Linked DNA regions of Mus musculus: region 2 is linked to region 1. The links are chromatin contacts, called in public Hi-C maps. All regions are on one chromosome and are shown on one strand. Each heading gives the region's core, a stretch centred on a gene start, on an enhancer-like site or on the middle of the called end of the contact. The rest is flanking DNA. Distances are from core to core; before and after follow the strand shown. Region 1 has its middle 15 kb from the start of Gm30992. Region 2 has its middle 29 kb from the start of Nfkb1.

Evidence for each region. Hi-C and Micro-C count contacts between places; a contact is called where the count stands out from the background.
Region 2: a Hi-C map of bone marrow-derived macrophages shows a contact between it and region 1, with 16 read pairs. The contact joins two enhancer-like sites. A contact is called at or near these places in 7 of 39 promoter capture datasets (the C10 cell line, the HPC-7 cell line, cranial neural crest and 4 more), 4 of 15 datasets of contacts at CTCF or cohesin (the NIH/3T3 cell line, embryonic stem cells, large pre-B cells and 1 more), 16 of 484 Hi-C or Micro-C datasets (the C10 cell line, the G1E-ER4 cell line, LSK cells and 6 more), 2 of 115 datasets of contacts at active chromatin or transcription factors (effector CD8 T cells and regulatory T cell precursor) and 3 of 9 other capture datasets (adipose tissue, embryonic stem cells and liver).

Annotation. Positions count from the first base shown.
Region 1 is chr3:135,468,793-135,471,586 of GRCm38.p6, reverse strand. No RefSeq gene overlaps it. Among named protein-coding and RNA genes, the nearest start is that of Gm30992, 15 kb to the left of the region's middle. Within about 2 kb of position 1,401, at least 52 of the 459 cell types and tissues checked have an H3K27ac peak or open chromatin away from gene starts, as enhancers often do. A contact at or near this core is called in bone marrow-derived macrophages, where this site is marked.
Region 2 is chr3:135,718,696-135,721,489 of GRCm38.p6, reverse strand. No RefSeq gene overlaps it. Among named protein-coding and RNA genes, the nearest start is that of Nfkb1, 29 kb to the right of the region's middle. Within about 2 kb of position 1,334, at least 84 of the 459 cell types and tissues checked have an H3K27ac peak or open chromatin away from gene starts, as enhancers often do. A contact at or near this core is called in bone marrow-derived macrophages, where this site is marked.

The DNA.
Region 1 (2,794 bases), core at 152-2,651:
AGAGGCAAGCAGATTTCTGAGTTCAAGTCCAGCCTGGTCTACAGAGTGAGTTCCAGGACAGCCAGGTCTACTACAGAGAGATACCTTGTCTTGAAAAACAAAAAATTGTGTGTGAATGTTTTCCTGCCTGTTTGTGTGCCACATAGAATTAGGGTTTGATTCCAGAAGGCATGAGATCTCTTGGGACTAGTTATATAGCCTGTTGTGTGGTGCAGGGAATCAAACCTGCTTCCCCTCCAAGAGCAGTCAAGAGTTCTTAACTGGTGAGGCTTTCCAACCCCACAACTACCCTAATCAGTACAAAGTAATACCTCATTGTGATTTTATTGCCACTTCACTGATAATGTTCAGTCTTTTCATGACTGCTGGCTATCTGTACTTTTCTTTTCTTTTCTTTTTTTTACAAATCCTTTATGTTTTTGGATCTTAGATCCAAATGTGCACAGTTTTGCTATATAATGTGGATTGACCAGAAATGCATGGTTCCTCATTTCTATTTCAAGACCTATGCTTTTTCCCTCCAATAAACCATTTTGGTTAGTGTAGTAGCTTCTGCTGAGTCGTGAAAACTCAAGTTTGAATCTTCTGCCTTTGACAGAAATAATACTGAGTCTAAATTGCTTTAAGCATATTACCTCAACACTATAAATTTAATACACAAACACAAGAGTTCCACCTTTAAAGCATAAATTTTCATTTTCAGTGTGCAACTTTTGCACACCTTTGATAACTTATTCTCAAATATTTTTTGAAGTCATTGTAATTCCTAACGTTTCACTTGTTACACTTTTTGTATCCTATAACATTAACTAGGTGGTATGTGAATTCTCTTCAAAGTTCTCATGTCAGTTAGAAAGTTTAACATCTTCCCATTTCAAATTAGAATTTCTTATGTGGATGTGTAAATGCCGTACTTGGACAAGTAGTCACTGAAGCCAGAAGTCCTCAAAGTTGGTGCTTGAGAGCGATCATCATGGTTGCTTGATCTTTGTTTTAAATTTTGTGTGGGCTCCAGAATGCTCCTAGAGCCCCGAGGGATCTTGCTATGTAAACAAAGCTGGCTTCAAATTTGTGACGGTCCCACCTCTGCCTCCCAACTGCTAAGATTTACAAGTGTGCACAACGGAGTCATTTCTTTCAGATGACAGTCTCAAAATGTTTTACAAAATTGTCAAGTTTGTAATTATTTGTACTACTAATAAAAAGTAGTCTATGCTGTGATTTCATTTACAGTACTCTAGAGCTGAGACTCAAACTGAGTCAGAATCCCCCAAGTAAGTATGGGGGCTACAAACAAGATCAATCGTAAACTTTTACAAAAACACAGCAACCAAAAGCAAGCAGTCCAGAGCCAAGCCTGCAAGAAACCTGGGTGTTTTTGGCAGAGTGCCCTCCTGAGTGAGTCACTTTGTACCTCACACTGGTTCTGTGCAACATGCACTGCATACAGCAGTCCACACAACCAGCAAGTAGTTGCTTTATAAACTTTGGTCTACTGTTCAGTTTTCTACTCTTACAGGTTACTCTAGACCACTTCTTTCTCAGACAGCACCACAGGAACCCGGGCGGGAACTTTCCTACCACGACTCAGCAGGTAATCATCAATTCAGCCTGTGCTGTTTCTCTTAAAAATTGGCTTCACTTGCCAACTGCTTTAAAAACTGCTGAGGAAATTCGGCTTGAGATTAGGGCAAACTTTCCCAAAAGTTGTGAAATGAACCTAAATAGACTTATGCTATTGTTTATCTTGTATTTATGGATATCATCTCACTGCCAATGACCTGAAATTAAAAACCTTAACGCTAAGAAAACACCGAAGATGCTTTACATCTTGTAACAATACCCAAGCAAGACTCATGCAAAAGAACAGTTAAAATGAAGTTATGTTTGCTTTGTACACATACATACTCAGAATAAAAAACGGGGGATGAGAATAAGCCCTATTGTAGAAATTAAAAGATTGTAACCATAAACTGTCATCTGTGTATAAAACTACCTAAAAATATCCAAAGCACTCAATACAAAGGTAGACAAAACCTGCCCTCCAGAATGTTGGTTAGGGTCCATTCCAGAATGGACCCTAACCAACATTAAGTATGCATTACACACAGGGCAGTAACCCCAATGCATTCCGTAGTTGATAAAATGCTCAAGAAATGCCACTCTGACATTAGAGATATACCATAAGGGAAAAAAGCCACATAGCATGTGGTGTAAAACTACCATCTGTCTACACATAGAGGAAGCCAACTATGTGTCTGCAGGACCAAGGTGAACTCAACCAGAATAGTGATGGAGGTGGGACAGAGAGATACACGTTAAAATTTATGTGATACTACAGATGCTACTGAAGAACCACGACTAGAATGAGCATGGTGGTGTATACCTTTAAGCATAGGAAGGGGCAGGTATGTCACAGAGTTTGAGGTCAGCCTGGTCTACATTAAGTGAACTCCAGGCTGTCTCAAATCAACAAAAACCATGGCATGGCACACCATTAGTCAAAACTATGCATGTGAGACTACAATTCAAAATTTTGAAATAGCACTTTATATCACATTGTTAGAATGGTTTATGGCAGAACTTAGAATAATAATTGATTAGAAAGGAAGTCAAGATGGCTGTTTTTGGATCAGTGCAACGAGTACTTACATTTGAGGCCTAAGAGGCAGTTTTGACTCCAGAGAATTTAGACAGCCAGGTATATGACAACAGGAACCCAAGTGAACAGCCAAAGCAGCAAGGGCATAGAATGTACTTGTTTTTATGTGACACAGTCCAATCTGATTGTGGT
Region 2 (2,794 bases), core at 85-2,584, 250 kb before region 1:
CTCCCTCTATATATAGGTTTGGCGAGCTGCTCTTCACCATGTGAACCAGGCTGGCCCAGAACTCACAGAGTTCTGCCTTTGCCATCCTCCACTGAGATTATAAGCGTATGCCACCACACCCAGAAGTTTGGGGGTGCTTTAAAAGTCAAGTCCACACTTTACAGTTATTAAATGTCAGATAAATTCACACTCATTGTCATTTATTGTCTCCTTAGACAAATGCACACTCATTTGGTAAGGCGCCCTTTTCTCTGACATCCCTTTTCCCTGTAATTGTCAGGCTTCCCCCAACGTCTCGACACATTTCTCTTAAGATGTACTTACCAGAGCCACAGCTGACATTACAGGTTTGTACCTAGAAGGACGTTGTAGACAGGCAGGGAGTTCCTTTTTCCCCTTTGCCTCTCTGATGATGAATGTTCTTGACCTTTGGGGCCATTGACACAGTCTTGGCTTTTCTTGGAACTCTGTCTCTGGGGTCACAATGTTATACCTCGGCACTGGCATAGAGTGGGAAGAACCTAGCTTGTAGATGGATGTCTCTGGCCCAGTCGAATCCTTGTCTATCTAATAAGCTTTGATTGTGGGAAATCCGCTTACATCTTAAGTCCTTCACCCACAATGTGGGGAAATGTTGAGCAACTCCACCCCCGATGCTGAGGAACCTACATACTGGAGTTCACAGTCTAGCTTGACTCTATGGCTCTACCTGGAACAGCTTCGCCTTTTGTGCCTTGGATCCCTCATCTGCAACTGAAAATTCAAACAGTAAAGTCTACTTTTCAAGCATCAGATGGTTGCCCGTGAAGCTATGTGAAAAGAGGAATTCTTATTCCCTGTTGGTGGTAATGTAAACTAGTTCAGTCACTATGGAAATCAGCATGGTGGTTTCTCAAACAATTAATAATAGAACTACCACATGAGGCAGCTATCCCACTCACTCATAATATCTATGCCCAGAAGACTGTAAGTCAGCATACCACAGAAATACTTGCACATTCATGTTTACTTTTGTGCTAGTCACAGCAGCAAGGACATACAAGGGCCTAGATTAGATGTCCATCCACAGATAAATATACAATGGGAAATATGGTGCTTGTATGCAGTATGATTTTTTTTTAGTCATAAAGAAAAATGAATGGAATTTGTAGGAAAATGGATGGTTCTGTAAAATATGATGTTAATCCAGGTAACAGAGTCAGAAAGACAAATATTAAGACATACTCTCTCTGATGTAGAGCCTAGTCTTTAACTTTGGTATGCTGTGTGTATATTCATGTATGTGTTTGAATATGACTATTGTCATGAAACTAGAAAGGGAACCATGAAAGGGGAAGAAGAGGGTTTAGGAAGGGAAGGAGGGTGTTAAGACACGTATGACATAAAGGTTGAAAGGGACAAGCCAGGGAGACCGAAAGTAAAACATATTATAATGAAAATGTCATAACGAATATGAATATAGTGAATATTACTTCCTATGCTAATTAAAAGAGAAGCAGAAAAAAGGTTTTCAGTAAAGTGCTTGCTGTGTCAACATGAGGATCTGAACTTGGATCCCCAGAACCTATATTATGAAAACCTACTTTAAAAGGCCAGGCATGGCAGCATACATCTGGAACACAAGTGCTGGTAGGCAGAAACCTATCATCAGCAAGCCACCCAAGCCACATTGATGAGTTCTGGAGAGAGCCTGTCTCAAAACTAAGATGGAGAAGTGATGGAGGAAGGCAGGTGGCATCAACCTGTGGCCTCCATCCATGGTCTGCATGCCCACACATGTGTACAATACACGCAAAAATAAGCATTAGCATACAAACAAAAAACAAACATTGCCCGGTGGTAAAAAGCCATCAGATGTGTTTACAGAGGAGAGCCCTCGGAGCACTTCTGGCACTGTTGGTTGTTATTACAGTACAAGGGTACTCAGAGGATGAAGTGTAGAGATCAAGAGTGTGGCTTGCTTGCTGAGCTGCTAACCAGACACTATTTTATCCGGGCACATACCTGCATGGAGCATTTACCACCTGCAAGTCACCATGCCAGGCGCAGGCATGTAGACAGTGGGAACACTGAATCATCCGTGCTAGGTCCGTTCTCATGAGAAAGGAAACAGTGAAACAGTAAATAAGTGATCAGAAAGATAACAGCAGGCTTCTGTGGGATAGATTCTGTGGGCTGGTGCTCTTCTACGCCAGGCGGCTGTGCTCCTTCAAGATAAGTCTTTGTGCTTAGGGAGCTCTCAGGCTCCAGAGCAGAACTGACTCCTCATTGAACTGCTACCTGAATAGTGTCACTATTAACTTAGAAAACCATCTAAATGATCTATAGCCGTGACATCCAGCTATGTTTGTGTAAATCCAAAGTCCAAGTCTTCACCACTTCATTCACACCCTTCTAGCAATTTCTACACACAGTGGTGAGTACCAGTTAAGACTGCTCTGGGAGGCCAGTGTGTTTTCTTTTCTTGCCGTCTCCTCTCTAAGGAGGCAGAGCTGGGCTCATCTGCAGGGGAGGATGTGGCCAAAGTGACTGTTTGCTGAAGGTGACCTGGAAGATACCTACTTTATAGACAGACAGACAGATTAGATAAATAAACAAATGAGGGAGAGATCCAGTCCCTTCCATAAATTTACACTAGATTGGTCTCAGAAAAACATTTCTTTTAAGACAGAACTGACTGACACCAGGTAATTACTTTCTCTTTCGCCAGTGGTTACAAAGTGGCAGGAAGTCTTTCTTAAAGGCAGTCCGGGGCGCACATGCCAAACTGCATTCTTTTAAATAAGAAAGCAGC